Regions from separate parts of the Gossypium hirsutum genome. Here region 2 is linked to region 1. Evidence: chromatin contacts called from public Hi-C data. All regions are on one chromosome and are shown on one strand. Each heading gives the region's core, a stretch centred on a gene start, on an enhancer-like site or on the middle of the called end of the contact. The rest is flanking DNA. Distances are from core to core; before and after follow the strand shown. Region 1 holds the start of LOC121224078. Region 2 holds the start of LOC107945421 (pentatricopeptide repeat-containing protein At5g65560).

Evidence for each region. Hi-C and Micro-C count contacts between places; a contact is called where the count stands out from the background.
Region 2: a contact with region 1 is called in a Hi-C map of leaf, with 2.3 times the contacts expected there. The contact joins the promoter of LOC107945421 here to the promoter of LOC121224078 in region 1. A contact is called at or near these places in 2 of 34 Hi-C or Micro-C datasets (both in leaf).

The regions. Positions count from the first base shown.
Region 1 is chrD12:20,473,739-20,480,166 of Gossypium_hirsutum_v2.1, reverse strand. It overlaps LOC121224078, which reads left to right and starts at 3,888. Exons shown (of 4, transcript XR_005921545.1): 1 at 3,888-4,269; 2 at 4,435-4,530; 3 at 5,288-5,600; 4 at 6,077-6,428. It also overlaps the pseudogene LOC121224524.
Region 2 is chrD12:21,039,890-21,046,317 of Gossypium_hirsutum_v2.1, reverse strand. LOC107945421 (pentatricopeptide repeat-containing protein At5g65560) reads right to left here and starts at 2,644. Exons shown (of 4, transcript XM_041108543.1): 1 at 1-2,644. The coding sequence starts at 2,439.

The sequences.
Region 1 (6,428 bases), core at 2,639-5,138:
CCTATGGCTGCACGGAGATGAAGATCTCACGAAGACATAGGTACGGATGTATCCGAAAGTGATCCACTATCCTGCACGGAGGTGAAAACCTCACGAAGGAGTAGCTTCTCACTCCTACTTAAAAGGGTAAGACTAACAGTCTTTATGCAATATGATGCCAAGATAAAAAAAACTTGATTTACAGTAATCATACAAACAAGTGCAAAGAGAGGATCGTAATTTTTCAAATCAAATTTTCAATTTTCGACGATAAGACAGAAAATAATCAATTTTTCGGCTTGACTCTCTAAGTGTCCCCAGCGGAGTCGCCAAGTTGTTGAAACCGTTTTTATTTAAAAAAACAACAGAAATCGACTTTTAAAAAATGAAAATTCTAGGAGTCGCCACCGATCTTTTATTGAGGGGTGATCGGATCACCTTGAAAATGATTTTGGCCTGCAAAATTTAAAAAAACAGGTTCGGGAGTCGGTTACGCACGAGGAAGGGTTAGCACCCTCGTAACGCCCAAAATTGGTACCAAATTGATTGTTTAATCTCTTAGTGTCGGGAATTTGAAAAGATTTTAAAATACGATCCTTCCTTCTTTATTAATGTTAATTTTATAAAAGATGCTTGGATAAATCGATGCGAATACTAAAGACCTCCTTGTCTCAGAGTAATAAAATGTCACACCCAATACATTAGGGCACGACATTTTTAGTCCTTGAGAATAAGCTTGTCTTTCGATTTTCAAAACTCCTATGGTGAAGTTTAAGAAGGATATTCAATTGCTTTAAGTCAGATGAAAAATCGAAGCCTAATACGTTAGGGCACAATTTCTCAAAATCCCAAGCATTAAATATTGCCCTTATTACTTTTTAAAGATCTTCATTTCGAGAAAACGACATGTCATATCCAATACATTAGGGCACGACGTATCAAATTCTCGAGAATGAGTTTTTATGGTTTTGATTAAAGCATATCCTCGATTATTTAGATTCAACGAGGAAAATTGGAACCCAATACGTTAGGGCTCAATCTTTTGGAAGATCCCAAATGCCGAGTTGATAGAGGAATGCGCGCGGACCAAGATCGAGTTGCCAAGTCACGAGAAACTCCTACGAAAACCCTAAACAATCAGATCTGAAACAAAACAGAAAATTAAAAGATTAGAACTTTGAATTTCCAGATCTGAAATAAAATCCCCAAATCAGCAAAGAATCAAATTGAGAATAGAAATAAGTGTTAATAAGGGTTTTTGAAACCCTAAAGGAGATTGCGATTCTGCCCAATTGAACACCAAGATAGTTTTCCCCAAATTTCGACAATCTAATTTCACCCAAAAAGAGTATGGAAGAACCGTAGAAATTGGGGATTTTTGGGCTGATTCCTTAAGATAGAAAAAGGCTGAAAACATAATAAGAACAGAAAATAAATTAGATAAAGATTCAGCACAAGCAGAAATAAGAAAGAATTGACAGCAAAAAATTAAAAGATAAGTCCTAAGAAGCCTTGAAATCCCGAAAGATCTCACAACTCCGTTCAAACGGCTCTAATATCCCCTCCAAAGAATATCAATGGCAAGAAGAAGGCTGAAGATGGTTCCCACAATCAAAAGATTGTTAAAACAACTTCTAAAGAAAACCCAAGGGAGAATTCTTGGAGAAAAACTCAAACAGAATTCTGCACTTAAACAAATCTGAAATTTTTGATATAATTGAGAAGTTCTTTACAAGGTGGCCAGCCATGCCTTTAAATATGCCTTATAACTAGTCCTAATCTAATTAGAAAACTAAAATAAAAAAACACCTAATTATTTTAATATGGAAATTCGGTCAAAGGTCTTTATTTGGGACTCTTGGACTGAATATTTACATAAAAATTTAAACTAAGTAAATAAATAAATAAAAATAAAAATAAAACTTTACAACTTGGGCCACTTTGACAATTTGGTCTAATTTTCAACTAAGTATGTATGGATTTCTTGATTGGGCTGGGAATTTGCTTATTGGGCCTCGCCTTCAAGAATTTGGGCTTTTGTAACTCGTATCACGAGTATTGCATTATTTTTGAAAACTTTTGTATGAGATAAATTTGACATTTGTAATCTTTTGAATAAACAAAAAAAACAATTGAATAATAATGTACAACGCGAAATGATAATTTGTAAACTAAAGCATACATTAATGAATAACAAAGATTTGATATATATGAATAAACAATATCATATACGTAAGAGCAACAATTTTATACCCTACACTATGCATATACTAACATCCATATCAGCAAGTAAAATGAATTAACAAGTTAATCTTAAAAAAGTAACAAGCGAATTAAATAAAATGTAACAAGTTCTTAAATAACAAAAAAAAGCAATATGAAAAGAAGGGAAATTATATATTAAAATAAGTTTAAAATAATATATATATACATGAAAGTTTGAAATAAATCAAAAATATAGTTAAAAACAAATACTTCATACAATAATAGTATCCCAATAAATTTAAAAATAAATATTATATCAAAATACATAAAATTATATACATATATTAATTTAAATAAGTAATACATGAGAGAAAAAAAATAAAGATGATAATATATACATAATAATATATATATAAAGAATTTGAAATAAACAGAATATATAAAATAGGGTTTTTAAAAGTATATTATAAAATAAAAGTTATTAAAAATATTGGATTAATAAAGAAAGAATAATTCATCACAAAGTTAAAATAATAATGTATGATAATAATAAGATAAAAGAATTTAAAATAATAGTGCATAATAAAGTAATATATATATGTAAAAAATAAGTAACCGAAAATGTAACCAAATATAACAATAATGTCAATAACAATAACAAATAATAATAATAAATTAATATTAAACTAATTAATAAAACAATGGGCTAATTTGGAATTAGAACAGAAATTTAGGGGTAAATCTGAAATAAATAAAAGGGAAAAGACCAAATTACAAAGCGCGAATAATATAGGGACTAAAATAGGAAATATTCCTTGCCCAGTAAAACGCAACACTGCAAATGGACTAAAATGGAGTCAGTGACAAATTATGCAGCCCGATTTAAAGAAGCAACATAAACTAGATTGAAACCAAACACAAACAATGAGGACCTGGAGTGCAAATAACCCTCCCCTACCAAAACACGCGGGTCAAGCTACAATCGGAACGGTTCATCGAATTATGGCTCAATACGACACCGTTTTGGTGCCATTGAAGCAAGGCTCAAACGGTGTCGTTTCAATAATCTGTATTAAACTAAAAAAAACTAAACCTAAGTAACCTTAAAACCATCCTTTCTGTGCCGCATCCAAAAAATCGAAAGCCCCCCATCCATTCAACTCCAATCCGAATGAAGGGGGGATTCGATGACGCACCAACCCTAGGTATGAGTTCTAAGCCCTTTTCCTTTCGTTTTCACCCTTCTTACTGAAAGAGATAAGCGTCGATACGAAAAAAAAACAGAAGAAAACAATGAAAAATGAAATAAGAATGCGAAGGCCAACCACTTTTTGAAATTATTGTTTTTGTGTTTTTGATTTCTTTGAATGCTTTTTTTTACATTCAATCTCTCTACTTTTTACATTCGTTCCTCTCCCCTCTTTTTACAGATTTTTTTAAATCGGCCTTTATAGCCGAAATAAAAAACATAAAAAGAAATCTCTTCTCCTCTCTGTTGGCCTATTGTTGTTCCTTTTCTGTTGCGTTTGTTGTCGTTTGCTGCAGGTACGGGTACGGTGGCGCAAACGTGGCACGTACGTGGGGAGAGGCGTGCTCGTACGGAGGTGTGCGTGGTTGGGGAGAACGGCGCTGGAAGCTGCTAGGGTTTCAGCTTCTGGTTTTGCATTGGGCCGCTTCGTGGTTGGGCTAAGGTCTAGGCAAATTGGGTTTATATTTTAATGGGCCTTAGTGGGTTAGCATTTAAGCATTTGGGCCATTGTATTGGGTTGATTTTGGACTGTGGACATTTATTATTTTTTATTCAGTTTTTTAATTTTGGAACTGTATGTGGGCTGTATGTGGGCCGGGCAAATTTGGGCTATTACACGCTGCATTCATCCAAATCCTATACTCGTATATATACGTTTTCGCTTTCGCTTATTTCCTCAAGAGTCTTGCCTACTGTACTTTCTTGGTATCCAAACAAAACCCAAGTTATTAGAAACCTTTTTTCGAGGAACTGGAGAAAATCACCTTTTCATATTCACTGCATGTCGTGTAAGCATTGCTAGCTATTTTAGCAGAGAGCAATGCATGTGAAGAAGGGTTAGTTATTAAACATCATTCTTTTTTGTTTTCACGTTTGCAGTGCTAACCTATTTTTGCCAAGTACCACAAGTTTCTGATGCAGAAACACCATGCAGTTCTTTTGACCTTTCCTATTTGAAGCATATATATGCTAATTTTTGTTGCAAAATTTTTTGGATGTAGAAAAGAGAAAATAGAAGAAAAAGCTGCAATGAGTGAATGCGATCCTACCCCGACATTGGGTGATAAATACATTTTATTATTGTGCTTCTGAATATTGTTAGTATTTGCTAGTCTCAAATTGCTTGCCCGATAGTTGTTTGATAAAATGCCTGAGAAAGGTTGCTTGCCGAATGAGTTTAGTTTTGGGATTTTGGTTCGTGGGTATTGTAGGTTTGGCCTTGCTAATAAAGGGTTGGAGCTTTTGGATTTGATGAGAAGTTCTGGGATTTTTCCTAACAGGATATTTTTAACTTGATTGTTGGCACTTTCAATGGTTTGAGCGACACCGATGGTCCATCATTTAGAAGGATAGTTGAAATTTTGGACACTCTTGTGAAATATAGATCATGTGTTGTGATGTTGGATCTTGAATCTGATGATTTGGTTAATGAAATGTTCAGTACATTTTTTTCTGTTGTAAGGTATGTTTTATTCCATTATTTATTTAATGTCAAGAACCGTTTACTCATCGGTTCTGCTTACCAAAAAGTATGTGTTGCATGTAACATGAGTGCTTTTATTTTTGTTGAATGTAGAATTTTGAAATGGCTTTATAGTACAATATGATATTGGTCTTAGTATTTCACTTTAGTGCAGTGGCTAAGATATGCCTGCAACCTCTTTTTGTTCATTGTAGTACCTTGAGCATATCTATTTGTGTGTGCATGTCTATCTTGTGGTTGGGTTGGTACTTGAAAGTTCCATCTTCCCTTAAGTTGCTTTTATAGTAAGAATCTGCATGTTGTTTAAATCCTTTTCCTGTATGTTTTGAATTATCTTGGACTGGAGGATTGATGTTAACTACATATTGCAGGGATGATCATCCAGAAAGTGTTTTATCAGCTATGCAAACAATCATGATTGTGGTGTTAGAAGAGAGTGAAGATGTTCGAGATGATCTTTTACTTGTTATATTGTCTACATTAGGTCGTAATAAAAGTGTAAGAATTTCATATTTCCTATTAGCTTATTGCTTACAAATTATATGGCTGCTTATACTTATCCCCCAGGAATTATAATTCTGAAGGAAATTGATTTCTGGAATCTATAATCTCGAGGTGTTACTCAAGCTGCCAAGAGACTTGCTATGAATGTCATAGAGCAGTGTTCAGAAAAACTTGAAGCTGGTATAAAACAGATTCTTATTTCAGTGATGTCTGGATATAATCAATTAATAAAAAGTGAAATTGACTATCATGAAGTTATCTATGGCATTTATCATTGTGCTCCTTAGTAACTGTCAAGAGTTGTTCCATACCTCACAGGAGAGCTGTTGGTATGAACACAAAAATTCTTTTTCATTTCTACTAATTACTTAACTGCTTTAAGATTTTGTCGTCCATGTGAAGACATATTTATTTGTTGTTTTTGATAATTTTTGTATATTCTAAAATAATTCTTATAATCTTTTTGAGGATGAAATGTTTGTGGTTTTGGAGAGTTTAGGTTCAGCCTTTGCGAAAATGAGGGCTTTTTCTTTTTCTGTCCTTCTTATTATGGATTTGTCATAGTTTAGTCTTAATTTTGGAAAATGAGTTCAAAGATGGTTGGAGTTGATTGACAGTTTCTGAGGTTTATAAATTATAAATTCCAATATATGCAGGTTGATCTATTAGACACTCGTTTGAGAGCTGTGAGATTGGTTGGATCCCTTTTTGCTCTGCCTGGTGCTAATATATGTGAAGCATCTCAGCCAATATTTTCAGAATTTTTTATGAGGTTGACTGGTAGAGTTGTCGATGTTAGAATGTCTGTCCTCGAACATGTTAAGATCTGTCTGTTGTCAGATCCCTCTAGACCTGAGGCTCCTTAAATAATCTGTGATTTTCTTTTGATTTTTCTTTTCTCAAAATATATAGTTATTTATGTTAGTTCGCTAATTTTGACATTGTTCTAAATTTTCTAGCTGCCCTATGTGATCGGCATTTAGACTATGATGAAAATGTTCGAAAGCA
Region 2 (6,428 bases), core at 1,395-3,894, 570 kb before region 1:
CTCACAGAAACAATTAAGAAGAGAGTTGTAGGCATCTTCACCAGGAGATATTCCTTGATCTCTCATATGATCAAATAACTTCTGTACTACGACAAAGCGGCCAACTTTGCAAAGTCCTATAATAAGCTTGCCATAAGTGTTAGCATTGGGTACACAACCATGCTGACGCATTTTCTCAAACAATTCCAAAGCAGTGTCAAATTCCATTGACTTCCAGACATCAGCACGATCAAACAACATGCCATTTGAAACCAAATTCACTGCAGGGCTGTCATCCTTTGTCCCTCGGTCCTTCAACAGATACTTGAATAAAATAGAGTATGTATGATGAGAAGGCTCACAGCCAGCATCAAACATACATTTGAGAACATCAAATGCAGAATGCATCAATCCCAGGCATCCATATGCATCTAGAAGTAATGTGTATGTCAAAGAATCAGGAAAAACTCCTTCTTCCTTCATCCTAATCATCATATCCTCTGCTTCTTTTAGTCTCCCTGAACCACAATATGCACGAATAAAAGCAGTATAGGTTAATACATCAGGTTGACATCCTGAGGAAATTAGTTGATCAAGATTCCCATGCGCATGATCGAAGTCACCTTCTTTAAGCATCCATTTGATGAAAATTGTATAGGTATCTACCGTAGGCTTCACACCCATCCCTGCCATCTTTTTCACCGTCGACAATGCTTCCTTCATATTTTTCATGTTGCACAACCCATCTATAATGGCATTGTAAGTGCATGAGTTTGGCAAGCAGCCCTGATTAATCATTCTATCAAGCAAATAATTAGCATCTTCAATTTTCCCAACCTTGCAGTATCCATCAATCAAAGCAGTATATATAACTTCATTTGCTTTTAAGCTTTTCTCCTTGAGAGAGTCAAAGAGATTACGAGCTTCTTCTATCCTATCAACTTTACAAAGGGAGTCAATAAGAACACTGTAAGTCCATTGGTCAGGAACCAAACCATTCTCCTTCATCATCTCAAGCAGCCTAAAGGCATTATCCAACTGCCCCATTTTACATTGCCCATGAATTAATGAATTATATGTGACCACATTAGGTACCAGCTTAAGTTCAAGCATCTTATCAAGAAATGCCATTGCCTTGTGAACATTCTTCTTACAAAACCCAGCTATCAATTCATTATAGGTTCGCTCATTGGGAAAACAATTATTAGACTCCATCGTACCCAAAACTTCCAATGCAGCCTCCATTGCTCCATGTTTGCAGTATCCATCAATCAAAGCATTGTAGGTGACCACACTTGGAACCAGCCCTTTCCCTAACATCCTACCTACCATTTCCCTTGCCTCATCAACCTTATTGTCTTTACATAAGCTATCAATGATTACTGTATAAGTATGAGCATTCGGCTCACACCCTTTCTGTGACATTTCCTTGAACAATTTTATTCCTTCTGGCTTCCTCCCGGTTTCACACAATCCAAAAATAATCACAGTGTATGTACGAACCGTAGGATAACAAAAATCCTCCCCCATCGCCTCAAACAACTTAATAGCCTCATCAACCCGTTCAGCCTCACATAGACCGTGAATAAGATTCGTATACGAAACCTCATTTCTTCGACAACCCTTACTTGGCATCATTCTAAAAATCCTAAATGCGCTATCTACATCCTTATTCCTACAATGCCCCAATATTAACGAAGTATAAGTAAAGGTATCGGGATTTAATCCCGCTTGGACGATTTTAGTGACATAGCGTTGAGCCTCAACCACATTCCCAATCTTACAATAACCATTAACCATAGTATTCCAAGTAAAAATATTGGGTGAAACCCTATTGTTCAACATCTCACTATAAACGGATTTCATTTCATCAATCATCAAGAATTTCGATAACGACATCAACAAAAAATTGTAGGATCTAAGGGAAAGCTTAAAACAGGAATGAAGTTGCTCATTCTTATTCATTTCCATTATTAATTCAAAAACGAACCGGGATTCGTGGATGGAAGCGGAGGATTTGATCATGGCGAGGCGTATTTTGTCAGCAGGGCCGAAGAACTTGTAAGCAACAAGGATGTTCAAAAGGGCAGAATAGGAATAAACAGAGTGTTTGAAAGTGGGTTTCTGGGAGATCCAATAGGAGAAATCGAGAGCAGTTTGGGGGAGAAGATAAGGGTTGAGGGAGAAGAGGGAATGGACATGGGAAGGGGAAATGGAAGGGAGGAGTTTAGGGAGGGAAGGGTGCTTTTGCCAATTGGGTTTGGAGAGAATGGAGTGAAGGAGCAAAGGGAGATCGTGATCGGGTGGCTCAGGGTCTATGGGAAGAGATGAAGGGAATGACGAGAAGGGTTTGGTGAGGAGGAAGCAGCGGAAATGGAAGGACTCAACATGTTTCATAATAGCCGCCGGCGTTCTCATCGTGGAGGTTCTGATGGTGGCGATGATGGAGGATCCATTCATGGAAATGATTGATAAGAAGAATCACGGAAGCGGCTGGAGTTTAGGTAATGGAGGATTGATTGATTAGGTAGGATGCACTGAGATAAACGTTTCCCAGGCGTGCTTTGGGTTTTGGGCTGCGTAATTTGGGCTTCCCTAATAAAGAATCGTTAATTTCATTTTAATATTTTCATGTTTGTTTTATGCTTTATGTTTAGGATGCCCCTTATAATAATGTCCTTTTTAAAGTTTAAACATGTGTTCTCTTATTAAGAATATAATGTGTCTTATCACTGTACTTAATATTTCATAAAATGCAATAAATTTAAATTACAATATTTTTTTGCATAAAATACAATAAAACAATAAAGTATAATAATAAAAACATGATATAAAACGAGTTTGCATCTTTCAATCAGTTTGTGGGTTAATTGATTTAATGTTTTATTCAGATCGATACTTTAACTGATCCTCAATCCAACCAACTGATCCAGTCTGATTCTAAAAATAGTTAGAAATAGACATTTCTAAAGGTTTGATTCTCAAAATTTTCAGTTTATGTTTGAAGCAGATCTCAATTTTTAGACAAACTAAAATTTCCTTTTTCACAATTTGTTAATTTGAAAGTAAGTGTAACTTTTAAGGTTAATTAAAAAAAATTGACCCATCCCACGAAACTAAAAATCTCTTTCTGCTCCCAAGAGTGCTTTACGTAGAGTCCTAGAGAAAATAGTTACTGCGGCTTGGGATAGAGGAAAGCGGTGGTGAGAATAGAGAGGGGAGGGATGAGATCTCTCTCCTAGCAGAAGAACTCATCCAATTATCAGTCAAGGGGTCGGTGGTGGTACCAAATTCTAAACCAACGCTGATATGCACAGTTTGGACAGAAAAGCTTTACAACCCAGAAAGCTTTAGGGCACAAATGAAAAGTATATGGAAGACAAGGAAAAAGTTTGAGATCCAGCGGGTGGGGCAAAATCTATTTTTGATAGTGTTTGATTTGGAAGATCTGGAGACGATTATGGAGGGGAGACATTGGCTTTTCCGTAAAAGTATTATTTTATTCAATAGGTTAGTTTAGGAGGTGGAAAGAGATCAAATTAGTCTAAATTTAGTTTAGGAGGTGGAAAGAGATCAAATTAGTCTAAATTCTTCACCGCTTTGGATAAAAATTGATTCGTATTTACCAGAATTTGATAAGAAAGATCCCTTGCATGCAATTGGTGTTACGTTTGGGGGGTTATCAGATTTGAAATTAACGATGCTTGCTGTCGACTCAGAATCAATTTGGATGTTCGGAAACCACTACGCCGAGGTATTTTTGTCTCTAGTATTAATGTTAATAAAACGTGGGTTCCTTTTAAGTACGATAATCTACCGACATTTTGTTTTGGATGTGGAAGAATGGGGCACGGGATAACAGATTGCACTCAAATAATACCTGCAAGAAAAAGAAAAATTAGTATTGATCCACCTTATTCGTTGGCTTTAAAAGCAGAATCAAAATTAGTTGGAAAAGAAAGTATGAAACTTAATGCTATGACGAAGAAGGTGGGGGTTCAAAGCTCTTACACAGGAGGAAAAGTAGTGTTGATAGAAAATTCTAAGATAATGGAAAAATAGAATAACGAGATTCGGGAAGTACAGGAGTATATGGAATTGATGGGAGGGAAAGAGATGATAAATGAGCAGGGAAGCATATTTGGGTTAGAAGAGGCTAAGAAGGCAAATAGCAGCAAGGTACAAGAGTGTAAAAACGTAAACCATGAAAAGAAAACAAGCTGGAAAAGAATAAAACCAATGGCCACGGTGATACAAACAAAGGCTGAGAATAGTGTGGGAAAGAAGAAGTCCCCAGAATGAGATCTTGCAAGGATTGACAAGAGAGATGTTGAGGTGGACGGAACTAAAAGATTAAAAAAAGATGATGTCGAAAGCTGTGATAGAGCCTTCTCAAAAGTGATGTTAGACAGTTCTGAGCAATTGGAAATACAAAATTTATTGAGATCGGCGGCTACCAAGAGGCAAGCTGACCGAACACAATGAAAATCATTAGTTGGAATGTTTGTGGATTGGGAAGTCCATGGACAGTAAGGAGGCTGTGTTTTTTCCTAAAACAGCACAATCCCCAGATGGTCTTCTTAATGGAGACAAAGCTAGATAAGCAACGCATGGAAAAACTCAGAAGAAGATATAGTTTTATTAATGGAATTGATATTGAAACAGAGAGTTCGCTAGGAGGACTATGTTTAGCATGGAAAGGAGACACTGAAATAAGCTTACAAAGTTATTCTAGGAATCATATTGATATTATGGTTAAAGAAGACAATGATGAAGCAGAATGGAGGTTCACGAGGTTCTATGGTTTGCCCTATGTTAATAATAGCAGTGCTACGTGGAATCTGCTAAAGAAATTGGGGCAAGACAGAAGTCATCCATGGTTGGTAAGTGGTGATTTTAATGAGATCATGTATTCTTATGAAAAATGTGGGGGTGAACCTAGGGAAGAGAGTAGAATGGAGGCCTTTCGAGAGGCTTTAGAATAATGCCTACTAGAAGACTTGGGATATTTGGGGGTTTGGTTTACTTGGGAAAGAGGAAATTTACCAGAGACAAACACTAGAGAAAGACTTGACAGCGGAGTGGCAAATGACAAATGGAGGCAATTATTTTCAACATGTAACATCAAACACCTAACACACTCAATGTCTGACTATTGCCCACTTCTTATAAACACAAAATGTAGAAATTCTTATAAGGGCAATTCAAAATTTAAATTCGAGGAGTGGTGGCTCATGGAGGAAACTATTGAGGAAGTAGTTAAAGAATCTTAGGAGTCAGGAATAGGTATAGTTGCTGAAAAACTCAAAAGACTACAAGCAAACTTAAAAATATGGGCAAAATCAATAAAAGAACGGCGAGAGGGATTGAAGAAAAAGCTTACAAAGCAACTTGATACGTTAATGGTGTAAGAAAGGACTGACGACACAATGGCAAAAGTCATTGATACCAAAATCCACCTGAATATGGAAATTGATAAAGATGAAATTCACTGAGAACAAAGGGCAAGGGCAAATTCGCTTAAAGCAGGAGATAGGAATTCGACTTTCTTTCATAGGTTTGCCACATATCGAAGAAACATTAATACCATATCAAAGTTAGAACTTGATGGAGGAGGAGAGATTACCGAAGTTACTAAGATTAATGAAGCTACTACTATGTACTTTCAGAAGTTATTCACGTCAAATGGAGTAGGAGACCCTTTTTATCTTCTAACGGGCATTAAAAGTAATATTCCGATAGGAATCAACAGAATTCTGATGTGAAAATACACAATAGAAGAAGTCTATGAGGCTCTGAAAGGAATGGGACCCACTAAAGCATCAGGACGTAATGGTTTTCCAGTAATTTTCTTTTAGAAGTATTGGCACATTGTAGGTAAGGAAATTTCTAACTTTTGTTTGGGAATTCTAAATAATGGGGAAAATTTTGGACCTTTTAATCAAACAGAGATCGTGTTGATTCCAAAAATTCCTAATCCCACTAGCCTAGCTAATTTCAGACCCATTAGTTTGTGCTCAGTTTTTTATAAAATGGTGGCAAAAACAATTGCAAATCGACTAGAAGTAGGTATTGGAAGATGTATTGATGTGGCTCAAAGTGCGTTCGTCCTAGGAAGGCTAATTACAGATAATGTGCTTTTTGCGTATGAGATTTTGCATACATTTCGACAAAAGTGCAGGGGAAAAAAAGGATACATGGCAATAATGCCTGATATGAGTAAAGCTTATGATAGGGTAGAATGGGGCTATATAAAAGAAGTCATGTTAAGAATGGGTTTTGCAAAGGAATGGGTGGAGCTGGTTATGAAATGTATATCTACAACGTCCTATGTAGTCAATACAAATGGAGGAAGTGGACGAAGCTTTAAGTCGACAAGAGGATTACGACAGGGAGATCCTCTAAACCCTTTTCTATTTTTAATGTGCAGCGAGGGATTATCATCATTG